2 separate regions of the Sus scrofa genome follow, and region 2 is linked to region 1. The links are chromatin contacts, called in public Hi-C maps. All regions are on one chromosome and are shown on one strand. Each heading gives the region's core, a stretch centred on a gene start, on an enhancer-like site or on the middle of the called end of the contact. The rest is flanking DNA. Distances are from core to core; before and after follow the strand shown. Region 1 overlaps DNAJC18 (dnaJ homolog subfamily C member 18). Region 2 holds the start of TMEM173 (transmembrane protein 173).

Region 1 (6,471 bases), core at 2,004-4,503:
TGATTCGATGCCTAACTGGGACCTTCCATGTGCCGCACGTAAGGCCCTAAAAAGAAAAAAAAAAAGTTTAAGGCCTGCACCACAATGATTCATACATGCCGTTTTTCGTATATTGTGAAATGATCAAACAACAGGTTCAGCTAACATCTAGCTTTTCATCTACGTAACAACAGAAACGAAAGAAGAAACAAAGGAAAAAATTTTCTCCTTGTGATGAGAACTCTTAGGATGTGCCCTCTCAACAATTTTCCTCTCATTTCCTATCACACAGCAGTGTTAACTACTGCAGCCGCTACGCTGTACATCGGATCCCTCCTCCTTATAGACCTGAGAACTGTTAGTCCCTCCAACTCCCCTCCCTTCCCCTCTACCTCTGGTAGCCGCAAGGCTGATCTCTTTTCTATGAGCTTGGGGTTTTTTTAGATTCCACATGTAAGTGAGATTGTACAGTATTTGTCTTTCTTTGGCTTACTTTACTTAGCATAATGCCTTCAAGGTCCATCACTGTTTTCACAAATGGGAGGAGTTCCTCATTTTTATGTCTGAGTAATACTACTCCATTGAATATACATAGACCACAACTTCTTCGCCCATTCAGCCACTGATGGACACTCAGATTGTCGCCATGTCTTGACTACTGTATATACACTGCTCTGAACATGGCGGCGCAGCTGTCTGGGTTCCCCTCTGTGAGACTGCTTCTTTCGAGGCTAAAAGTAAATCTCTGCATGCATAACAGCAATTTCTGTAATGTACAGGACCTCGCATGGCACCTGGCACAGAGCAGGCTACTGATAAATTTGGCTGAACGAAATGAATGTTACAGTAAACGATTTACAAATAACCAGACAGCTCATACCAACTTAGTTCCAATTGTGAGGTCATGATAAAAAGTACTTCACACACAGTCGTGAGGTGAGAACTACCAAAAACTGTGACAAATATTTCAGTGAGAGGGGAGGGATGGATTGGGAGCTTGGAACTGGCACACTATTGTACGTGGAATAAATGGTCAATGGGGACTTGCTGTGCACTACAGGGAAACCTACTCGAGATTCTGTGATACCCTATATGGGAGTGGATATGTGTGTATATGTATCATTGAAATGCTTTGCCCTACATCAGAAATTAACATAACACTGTAAATCAACTACATGTCAGTAGCATTTTAAAAAAAGATTTCAATGATATCTCCAGGCTAATGCTCAGTGGGTTTAAGATCCCCAATGGTATCTGGTGTTCGGAAACATTAACAGGTCTCAGTTAACTAAAGTCCAGCCATTAGAAAGTATAGGAGTTCCCCTCATGGCTCAATGGTAATGAACCTGACTAGTATCCATGGGACGCAAGTTCGATCCTTGGCCTCGTTTAGTGAGTTAAGGATCTTGCAATGCTGTGAGCTATGATGTAGGTTGCAGACATGGCTCGGACCCAGCATTGCTGTAGCTCTGGCTCGACCCCTAGCCTGGGAACCTCCATATGCCGCGAGTGTGGCCCTAAAAAGACCAAAAGAAAAAAAAAAAGTATAGAAGGGAGCTCAAATTCAAGTTAATATAATGTGACAGTGATGTACAAAATTCAAACTGATTTTGTTCAAGCTGGACAAAATCCATCTTAAATGGGCTTTATTTGACCTTTTCCCAGCCTTTTCCTTTGACCTCTCACCTTGGGGATCTTGCTGGATGTCTAAGAACACAGGCCACTCGACTACTCTCGCTTCCCTCTGGGAAGCTGTTGGCAGGGAAGGTTCCTGCCTGTCGCACTGGCCTGACCAGAAAAGGGGTGCCAGTGGTACGTACACAGAGGAAGTCAGTAAATAGAGGGGTATCAGGCCGGCGTGACCTGATAGCAATGATCTCTCTCTAGATCATTCTAGTGATCCACAATGAGAGTCTTTAGCCCAATGATCACCAACAAGAGCTCTTCCTGTTAGGTATTGTTCCATGGAGCCCACATTTGGAAAGGTTTTTGTCTGCTAAGCTATAAGAGCAAAAACTCATTTCCCATTAATAATTTAAAAAGTAATGAATCCAATGAGTCTCAAACTTTAGTAGAGGGCATGGCAAACCTCACACTGCTGGTTCTCACCGCAGAGTTTCTGATTCAGCAGATACGGAGTAAAGCCTAAGAGTCTGCATGTCTACATGCTGCCAGTTAATGCTGATCAGGGACCAAACTTCTGAGAAATGACTTAAAAAAATTCATTACTAAATCTAAAAATTCCTATCAGAGCTCGTGTTTTCCATGCAATGCAAACTTTAGAATGACTTTCTATATTTTCAGCAAAAGCAAAGAAATGAGATACTACGGTTTGACTGTACAGCCTTATCATGAATAGATGTCTTATTCTTGCAATTTCTTAAATTGGAAATAATCACCAGGTCTTAGTTGCTATGTTCTCAGACCCACAGGGGTCCAGCGATACTATCACAAGCTCCGTAAGGTCCTTTTTCTAAGTCTAAGATGGTATGATAAGGATTTAATCTAAACCAGGAGTTAGTTAATTCTTCAGAAGCCAGCTTGTGCTGTTCTACAGCTGACCAGACGGTGTCGCTGTAGAACAAAACAATCAGGTCCTGAGGGCTGGGCGGAGCGGCCTATGGTACTTTTGCATTATCACTACCCAGCTGTTCCTGTCAACGCAAACTCAGTGTTTTCTACAATACAAGGTGAAAGGAAATGTTAGTAATGTACCAGCAAAAACTGCAAGTGTTTCATTAGATTGTTAAGAAAGATTATCAGCATTTGACTTACGATTTATAGAACAGACTATACGGGGGATTAGCAGCTAGCAGCTGAGTAATCACAGATATGATCACAATCACCAGAACTGGAAGTAACTGAATAAATGCAGAATATGTAGTCTGAAAAAGAGAAAGTATTTGGTATAAGTGTTGTTCATCCACATGCAGCTTAGTGAAAACAGGATAGTTTTCCCAAAGAAAATACCAATTACCGATGCACTGCACAGAGCTCCAGGCTTTTCTGGGAAGGCTGTCCTCTGTGCTGAGAAGTACCAGACAACCCTGCTTTGTCAGCCTGAAAACGCTGAAGGAGGCCCACTCACAACCTGGATTTACACCCGGTAATCCTTCTGCAGCCCCCTTTTCTAAGACCAGTGAGGCAGAGACACCTGTTTGTGAGACTGCCCAAACTGTGCCTCTCACAAGGTCTCGTTACTATGCAACTCTGTTGTCTTGGCCTCAGCTGAACAGACCGTGGGACATCTAGAGGACATCTAACTGTAGCAGAAATAATCACACTCTCCTTCCTGAAGATCTGGGATTGAGATTCATGACCACCCACTGCTAGGCAATCACCAGAAGAAAGGACACACGCTCTGACGCACTGGAGACGGGCAAGAGGAAGCAGAAAGCCAGGCCGCTTAAAGAACAAAGGAGATGAAGAGAGGCGGGAGAACTGGAGACAGCTGGCCCCAAGAGTCATGGGGCGCACAGCTTGTGGGTGCCTGACAGCACCCCAGTTCCTGGTTCCCGCCTGTCTTAAGGCCCAGGCTGCTTCCTGCCCTTGAGCTTCATGAGACTCTCTTGATGCCTTACCTTAAACCCCCTTTAGTTTTGAGTATTTTGAAGGGAGTTTCTATTCTCTGCTGTCAAGAAAACCCTGACCAAAACAGCCCCACAGATTTCCTGGGACCATCACCAAAGAAGGGGTGGGGAAGAGGGGTGCATTCTGGCCTATTTGGGCCAACTGTCCAGCTCTTTTTACTGTGCCTCTGCTTTCATAAAGCATGCTTTAGTGACACATTTCAAGGTGACCTTCAAATAGGTCTGCTCATACAAGTACTTATGGGCAGCAGCTGTCCTGTCCTCCCTGGGTACCTGAGGTTTATCTTCTTCCTCCTCCTTCCGTGTCTGCATCCTCTCATGTCGGTGCCGCCGGCGGTAATAGTGAGTGTCGTCTGTCACATTTGAGAACATATGAATGTTTCCTGGAAAAGAAAGAAAAACACTCAGTAGGTGACACAGCGAACATCCCTTCCTTGCCTTTTCCAAGGCCCTTGCTTCCAGCTAGGTTCTCCGGGGGCACAGGACTACCCCATTTTACCCAGGAAGAATAAGACAGTAGGGATGTCGAGCAAACCAGCTGAAAATGGGACATGCTCAGCTCTCCTGCCCCTATTTAAACAGTCTTTGTAACCAGTGACAGAGAAGCGGATGAAGAAAGAGCACTTGGGCCATGAAGCCTGTCTCCACGCTCATGCCTGCTCCTTGCCCAATAACGGATTATGTCACTAGTATCTTTAATAGCAACTCACAAAATTTAGCTTTCTTTCTAAGCATTTAATTATTCCAGCTTCCAACGCTTTGGGGGTACTTTTCTCACCTTTATCTTTATATAAGGGGCTCTTTTTACAATAATAATAATAATAATAATATAGGCATTTTGCTTCTAATTTATAAAACACTTAAAAATATCCAATCCTGGGAGTTCCCGTTGTGGTGCAGCAGAAATGAATATGACTAGTATCCATGAGGATGCAGATTTGATCCCCAGCCTCACTCAGTGGGTCGGGGATCCGGTGTTGCTGTGAGCTGTGGTGTGGGCCGCAGATGCAGCTCAGATCTGGCATTGCTGTGCCTGTCGTGTAGGCTGGTAGCTGCAGCTCAGATCTGACTGCAGCCTGGGAACTTCCATATGCCGTGGGTGTAGCCCTAAAACAAAAAGGACAAAAAAAATCCAATCGTCACAAAGCCTTGTGAGGTTGGTCTTACCAGCCCTGTTTTTCAGGTAAGGAAACAAGACCAGATAAAATCAAAATTATGTGTAGCAGGAGGCTAGAGATGTGCCTAAACCCTAGCTCATCTGGATCCAAAGTCTTGTTGTTTCTACTATACTGTGGTCCCTGTATTCAGATCTTCAAACAGATCCTCAAAATACATACGACTTTTTAGGCAGTAACTCTGGGACACTAACCTGTAGGAAAATGCCCTCCAAAGAAGACGTTGAACAGCTCTTCTGGAGTGATGTCTGCTTCAAAGTCCCTGTAATAATTATATGGTCTGGCTCGAGGGGCAGTGAAAGTCATCTGTTCGTCTCCATATTCATCATAGCGGAGTCTCTTGTCAGGATTGCTCAGGACTGCAAAGGCATTTCCTATCGCTGCAACAAAAACAAAAAGCACCTCAGATCCTGTTGTGGCTTAGCAGTAAAGAACCTGACTAATATTCCACGAGGATGTGGGTTCGATCCCTGGCCCTGCTCAGTGGGTTAAAGGACCCAGTGTTGCCACCCAAGCTGCAGTGTAGGTGTGGACATGGCTCGGATCTGGCATTGCTGTGCCTGAGGCGTAGGCCGGCAGCTGCAGCTCCCATTCAACCCCTAACCTGGGAACCTCCATATGCGGCAGGTGCAGCCCTAAAAAGGAAAACAAAACAAAAACCATAAAAAGAGACCAATCAAACAAAGAAAAGCTGAGTACATACTCCTTGCTGTAGCTCTGGGTGAGCACAGCAGCAGCAGTGAAGAGCCGAGAACTGATTGGTGCGACAACTCCACAGTGACCCAAGGAGAACTACATGGGCCTGGAACGTTCACCCAAGTGCCTGCCCTTGAAATTTCCCACGATATAGTTTCATAAGCCAGAAACAAGAGACTCAAGATAAACTAAGAACGACTGTTTTCAGTCATCAAAAATGTGTTATTTTACTTGATAGCAATAGTCTACGGCTGGAAACAGTTCATACTTAAGTAATGGTATTCTAACACAAAGTCACAAACAATCTCCGGAATAAAATAATCAGCACAAATTCTCCTGCTTGGCTAAAAGCAAAGTCCTCACTCATGAGTCTTGTCTCAGCTGACTTAAAAAAATGGTCTTCAGAAAGGGGACAGGTGGAGGGAGGAGGGATGGACTGGAGGTGTGGGACTGGCACATGCGCACTGAGGTATCAGAATGACTGGCCAACAGGGACCTTCTGCGTAGCACAGAGAACTCTACCCAATATTCTGTGATAATCTATGTGGGTAAAGAATCTGAAAGAGAATGGGTGTGTATACATGTACAACCGAATCACTTTGTACAGCAAAAATTATGACAACATTGTAAATCAACTATACTTCAATAAAATTTTTAAAATGAAGAAAAGGTCTTTAGGAGTTCCCTTGTGGCTCAGCAGGTTAAGGATCTGGTATTGTCACTGCAGTGGCCAGGTCACTGCTGTGGCATGGGTTCAATCCCTGGCCCAGGAGCTTCCACATGCTGTAGGTACAGCCCTCCCCGAAAAAGCTGGTCTTCAAAAATTAAGATGGAGTTCCCATTGTGGCTCAGAAGAAACGAATCTTACTAGTATCCATAAGGACGAAGGTTTGATCCCTGGCCTCGCTCAGTGGGTTAAAACTCCAGTGTTGCCTTGAGCTGCAATGTAGGCTGCAGACGCAGCTCGGAATTGGCGTTGCTGTGGCTGTGTTGTAGGCCGGCGGCTACAGCCAATTGGACCTCTAGCTTGG
Region 2 (6,471 bases), core at 1,051-3,550, 55 kb after region 1:
CAGAAAAAGACAAATACCATATGATATCACTTATATGTGGAATCTAATATATGGCACAAATGAACCTATCTACAAAACAGAAACAGGGAGTTCCCATCATGGCGCAGTGGTTAACGAATCCGACTAGGAACCATGAGGTTGTGGGTTCGATCCCTGCCCTTGCTCCATGGGTTAAGGATCCGGCATTGCCCTGAGCTGTGGTGTAGGTTGCAGATGCAGCTCAGATCCCCCGCGTTGCTGTGGCTCTGGCGTAGGCTCTGATCAGACCCGTAGCCTGGGAAACCTCCATATGCCGAGGGAGCGGCCCTAGAAAAGGCAAAAAGACAAAAAAAAAAAAAAAAAAAACAGACTCACAGACATGGAGAACAGATTTTTGGTTGCCAAGGGGGAGGAGGAGGGGGAGGGAGTCGGATGGACTGGGAGTTCGGGGTTAGTAGATGCAAATCATTACATTTAGAATGGGATAAGCAATGAGAACTATATCCAATCTCTTGGGCCAGACCATGATGGAAAACAATATGACAAAGAACATAGGTATGACTGGGTCACTTTGCTGTGTAACAGAAATTGGCATAACATTGTCAATCAACTATACTCTAATAAAAAAATAAAATAAGAGAGGAGTAATGATTTTCGCTTCCTTACAGGGTATGAATTAAGTGAGAAAATGCATATGAAGGGCCCAGAGCATATGGCAAATATTTATTGCAAGAATTCATGGGTTAAAGCCAAAAAAAAAAAAAAGCAAAAAACAAAAAAGGAGTTCCGGTCATGGCTCAGTGGTTAACGAATCCAACTAGGAACCATGAGGTTGTGGGTTCGGTCCCTGGCCTTGCTCAGTGGGGTAAGGATCCGGTGTTGCCATGGGCTGTGGTGTAGGTCACAGATACGGCTCAGATCTTGAGTTGCTGTGACTCTGGCATAGGCTGGTGGCTACCGCTCCGATTGGATCCTAGCCTGGGAACCTCCATATGCCTCAGGAGCGGCCCTAGAAATGGCAAAAAAGCCAAAAAAAAAAAAAAAAAGAAAGAATTTATGGGTGACTTGTGACAAGTCACTTAATGGCTCTCAGTCCTCTATTTCATCCTGTAAACCAGGCTTAATAATAACAGCCTTCACGCCTATAAGATTGCTTTGGGAATCAAATGGTTTGTCAGACAGGAAAATGCTTTGAAAAATACAGTAAGTCCTGGAAATACAAGATGGGGTGCCTTATTGTCTGTCTGTCTCTCTCTCTCTCTTTTTTTTTTTTTTTTTTTTTTTTTTTTTTTGCTTTTTAGGGCCACACTCGCGGCATATGGAGGTTCCTGGGCTAGGGGTTGAATCGGTGCTGCCGCTGCAGGCCTACACCACAACCACAGCCACGCCTGTTGTCTGTCATAATCTGAAGATGGGGCATAGAGGATGGCCCACCTGGGAGGATCAGCCGCAGGTACCCGATGTAATAAGACCAGGCCAGTCCATGAGCCACGTTGAAGTTCCTTTTTTCACAGATTGCAGAGACTTCAGCTGGGGCCAGGTGCTGTGGAAAGCAGAGTGGAGCCAGGGAGCCTCCATGAAGGCCAACCAGAGCCCTCCTCCTCCAGGAAGCTCTCCCGGCCTGCTGCCAACTGGCTCCTTTCTCTGCCGTCACTGAACCCAGAACATCGCAGGCTCTCCTCCATGGACCAACCTCTACACTCGTCCCGCTCTCAGGACTGAGCCCAGAGCAGGTCCCAGCAGCCACATGTCCCCTTGGCCAGCCCCACCACCTCCCTCTGTGTCATACCTGGAGGCCCAGGAGGATGTTTAGGGCCTGCGAGAGGCCCAGGAGGGCCAGCATCCAGGGGAGGGGCAGGCCAGCCTTGTCTCGGATGGAGAAGTAGAAGTAGCAGGACAGCAGCAGCAGGGCTCCACAGCGGATGGGGCAGCCCAGGCAGGCCCGCGCAGCCCTCCAGTAGCTGCTCTGGTACCTGCAGGCAACAGCCAAGCCCCAGGTCCCAGCCCAGCTCAGCTAGAGAGATTCAAGGCGAGACAGGCCGGGGGGGCGGGGGAGTCAAGGGAGTGAAGCATGTTGGGTACCACAAGGAGTCACCTGGAGTGGACGTGGCACAGCTCCTCCGCCAGACTGCAGAGCCCCTTCACCAGCAGTCCTATCTGCTGGGAGGCCAGGTGGAGCACCAGCCACCGGAGCGTGTATTCTGGCAGCTCCCCCAGCCCCCAAAGGGCCACCAAGCAGGCACCTAGAAGGACCAAGGCTGCCACCTGAGCCCTGAGGCCCCTGGGCTGTGGGATGGATGGATGCAGGCTGGAGTAGGGCATCTGTAGGAACCAAGAAATCCACAGCTGTCCTTCCCTCGCTCTCCTACCGTTTCGGGACTAAGGCCCTGGCTGGGCACTTCCTCCAGCTCTGTGTTTGCCTAGTACCCAACCAGAGCCAGAGGCTGCTCCTGGAGATACTTCTAGGGGACAGGCTGGGCACATAGCATCCCAGAGCTCCATAGAGATTTGTTGAACACAGAGCAAGTGGAGAAAGAAATGCAAGCACCCCCCCACAAACACCCCACCCAAGCCTCACCGAGACCGCCGGCGCAATGAAGAAGAAAGTGAGCCACGATCCCAGACCCAGACCCGCAGGTGTCTGTGACGCACCACCCACCGGACACTCAGGGGCTGGAGTCTCCCTCTCCCCAGGTCCCCCAGGGAGGACCTTAGTCAGCGAATCTGAAAACCACAGTTCAGGGGTGGGGGCAGGGCAGCCGGAAAGCTGCCACCCATCGCTGCACCGCCGGGGGCCTCACCCCCAGCAGCCTCTGCCTTGGAGCTCTGGCCGGGCTGCTGCCCATCTCACCTTCTGCCTCCCAGACCGCAGGTTGTTTCTGGAAGACGGCAAGGGGAGAAGGTCCTGTCCAAGGGCTCCCAGCCCCACGGGGCCTTTCAGGCTGCAACCCGAAAACGAAAGATTCAAAACAATCACAGCTTTCTTCACCACATCCCTCCAGGCTCGGCGCTGGGGAGCTTATTTCCCGCCTCCGAGGAGGGAGGAAGCGCCCCAAGGCCTCGGGAGCCACGCCCAGCTTGGGGTGAGGGAAGCTGCCAAGTCTCCCATGGCAGTGCCCCAGGCCATCCCCCGACCCGAGGGTGTTCAGAAACTCCCTCCAACTCCCTCAAGGCCCCACAATCAAACACACTCCACCAACACCCAGGGGAGACGGCCCACACCCAGCCAAGCGCACACGCTGCCCTGCCTGAGTGGTTTCATTCCAATTTCCAGAAGCAGATCCTCTTTCTCTGAAGCCGGGGCAATCAGGCTGGAGGTGGGGAAATGAACCGTGATTTCCTGTAACAACAACCTTTGAGTAAAAAGCTCATGGAGGAGTTTCCGACATGGCTAGGAGGAACCTGAGTCTGACTAGCGTCCATGAGGATGCAGGTTCGATCCCTGGCCTCGATCAGTGGCTTAAGGATCCGGTGTTGCCATGAGCTGTGATGTAGGTGGCTGGCTGTGGCGTAGGCCAGCATCTACAGCTCCAGATTCCTACCTAGCCTGGGAATCTCCATATGCTGGGGGGGTGGCCCTAAAAAGACACACACACACACACACACACACACACACACACACACACACACACTAAATAAATAAAAATACAAAGCCAAAACTTTAAAAAATGAAAAGCTCATTGGGAGCAAAAGACCTGCAGAAGGGTGGGGTTTCAGTTCTCCCCGGGAAGGGGCAAGGCGGGTGGCTTCTCAGAGAGCACCTGGTACATCCAGCCAAAAAGGCAATCACGTGGATAATAATAAAAACAACAACAACAACAACAACAAAGTGCTTACCATGCTTCAGACATTATGCCGAGAATTGCTCATGTTTTCATTTAATCTGTGCAGCCACCCTGTCAGGAAGCTACAGAACTTTCCACAGTGAGGTGAACTGACTTGCCCCACTCCCATCGTGGCTAACAGAGGAGGAAGTGGGGAGGTGAACCAGGTGGGTGGCTCCAAAGGCCAGCTGGCTTGGCGCCTTGATTTTCCAGAAAGGAGTGGAAGGTGCCAGGATCAGGTTTCATGCTCATACTTTTCCCTGGGGTGGGAAGTGTTCTGGCCTCTCTCAGGCACACTGGTAGGCTGATTGGATTCCAGGAAGGGGCCGGCCTGGGAATGGGATCGGGGTGGCAGCCACAGAGCAGCCGCAGTCCTTTCCTGCCTAGATCCTTCCCCACATCGCAACTGGACATGAGAAGACACATCGACTTCATAGATGCCTCGGGCCTCCCAGAAGCAAGGAGGCTTCCTGAGAACTCTCTCGTTAAAAAATAATAATAATAATTTTCTGTGGAAGTTCCTGTTGTGGTGCAGTGGAAACGAATCCAACTAGTATCCAAGAGAATGCAGGTTCGATTCTTGGCCTTGCTCAGTGGGTTAAGGATCTGGCATTGCTGTGAGCTATGGTGTAGGTCATAGATGCGGCTCAGATCTGGTATCGCTGTGTCTGTGGTGTAAGCTGGCAGCCGCAGCTCTGACTCAGCCCCTAGCCTGGGAACCTCCACATGCTGCGGTGAGGCCCTAAAAAGCAAAAATACAAAAAACAAACGAACAAACAAACCTCAAAATGGAGAGAATTCCCTACATTTTTTCTTCCCTACGATTGACTCACAAAGGGTCAAAGGAAGTCAAAGGTGCTGAAAAAAAGCCTGAGCAGAGTCCTCCCTGGGTGGGCAGCTCCATACCTGCCCACACCTGCAGCCTCCCCTTCAGGATCCTGCCCAGCGGCCAGCGCCACCTCCCCTGCTTCCGCTGGTCATCATTTTCCCAGGAGTACTTCCTCATCTTAGGTCAGTTTGAGAACATGTTAATTTTTTTTTTTTTTTTTTTTTTTGGTCTTTTTGCCTTTTCTAGGACCGCTCCCGTGGCATTTGGAGGTTCCCAGGCTAGGAGTCTAATTGGAGCTGTAGCCGCCAACCTACACCAGAGCCACAGCAACGTCAGATCTGAGCCGCGTCTGTGACCTACACCACAGCTCAGGGCAATGCCGGATCCTTAACCCACTAAGTGATGCCAGGGATTGAACCCGCAACCTCATGGTTCCTAGTCAGATTCATTAACCACTGAGCCACGACAGGAACTCCAGAACATGTTAATTTTTTACCTTGTTGACCGACGGTGAAATGTCATGTTGGTTTATAAGGTTATGGACCATTTGTTTTTACATGGATAATTGTGGCGCCTTGCTTACCCAGTGTGTTTTTTTAAATTTGAATATTTTGCTGTTTTGTTTTGTTATGTTTTGTTTCTCTCCCCATTAGGTAATCACATGGAAAATTCAGCTGTCCACATCTCTTCATCAGACTTGTAAACCAAGGGAAGAATGGGCTTTTGAGATTTGTTTTTAAGATGACACTTTGAGGAAGGAAATGTTCTATAAAAATCAACCAGAAAATGTTGTAACATTTTTTTCTTTGCCAGGATGTCTTCGTAATGTATTTCATGTTAGAATATCCACGACAGATAAACTGACTTGAATCGTTTGGAGCAATTTTGCCCTGTGTTCTATGTGTTTTATGCACATATTTGCAGTTGGACTTTCTCCAACAGAAAGTGGTTTCACTACTGGCACATTAACAAGCACCAACAGGGAGCTCCTGTTGTAGTGCAGCGGAAAGGAATCCAACTAGGAACCATGAGGCTGTGGGTTTGATCCCTGGCCTTGCTCAGGGGGTCAGGGATCTGGTGTTGCCCTGAGCTGTGGGTAGGTTGCGGACACGGCTCGGATCTGGTGTGGGTGTGGCTGTGGCTGCGGTGTAAGCCCGCAGCTGTAGCTCCGATTCAATTCCTATCCTGGGAACCTCCATATGCCAGGAGGGTGGCCCTAAAAACCAAAAAAAAAAAAAAAAAAAATACCAGAAACAAAAAAAACAAGCACCAATAGATTTTTATTCCAACTCCAAGCACTGTGGTTGAGTAAAAGCACCTCAATTTTTCATTACCCCAAGATAACTGCATTTTCATATTCTTTATTTGTAAAGGAGTGATCTGCTGTCGATACAGGTGTTTTTAATTTTTTCATTTCATTCCACCACCATCAGATGCAGCTCCCTCTTTTGTTTAATGAAGGGATAGATAAACTGTCTAACGGTGTCTTCAGAAATTTATAAAGTGTAAATACTGATTTGGTTGGTCTTTCACATGTGTTTAACTGTGAGGCTATTTAACTGTGGATGTGATTTGTCATCCAATATTAAGTTCTTAGTCATTGATTTTTCTGTTAAAAACCATAGGAAAGAGGGAAACTGCAGCTTTCATTACAGACTCCTTGACTGGTAAGCTCTCCAACTGATGAGTTCCAGTAAACTCTGATTATGCCTTTGGGTAGCGGATTTTTTTTTTTTTTTTTTTTTTTTTTGGTCTTTTTGCCATTTCTTGGGCCGCTCCCGCGGCATATGGAGGTTCCCAGGCTAGGGGTCGAATCCGCGCTGTAGCTGCCGGCCTACG

What was found. A called contact is a pair of places that touch in the nucleus more often than the background predicts.
Region 2: a contact with region 1 is called in a Hi-C map of retroperitoneal adipose tissue, with 3 times the contacts expected there. The contact joins the promoter of TMEM173 here to the enhancer-like site in region 1. A contact is called at or near these places in 3 of 5 promoter capture datasets (fetal liver, fetal skeletal muscle and liver), 35 of 47 Hi-C or Micro-C datasets (adipocytes, adipose tissue, alveolar macrophages and 17 more) and 2 of 2 datasets of contacts at active chromatin or transcription factors (alveolar macrophages and skeletal muscle).

The regions. Positions count from the first base shown.
Region 1 is chr2:141,306,933-141,313,403 of Sscrofa11.1, forward strand. DNAJC18 (dnaJ homolog subfamily C member 18) reads right to left here. Exons shown (of 9, transcript XR_002341938.1): 4 at 4,939-5,124; 5 at 3,843-3,952; 6 at 2,755-2,864. Among named protein-coding and RNA genes, the nearest start is that of SPATA24, 17 kb to the left of the region's middle. Within about 2 kb of position 3,254, at least 13 of the 83 cell types and tissues checked have an H3K27ac peak or open chromatin away from gene starts, as enhancers often do. A contact at or near this core is called in retroperitoneal adipose tissue, where this site is marked.
Region 2 is chr2:141,363,263-141,369,733 of Sscrofa11.1, forward strand. It overlaps TMEM173 (transmembrane protein 173), which reads right to left and starts at 2,301. Exons shown (of 6, transcript NM_001142838.1): 1 at 2,075-2,301; 2 at 1,769-1,952; 3 at 1,414-1,522. The coding sequence starts at 2,301.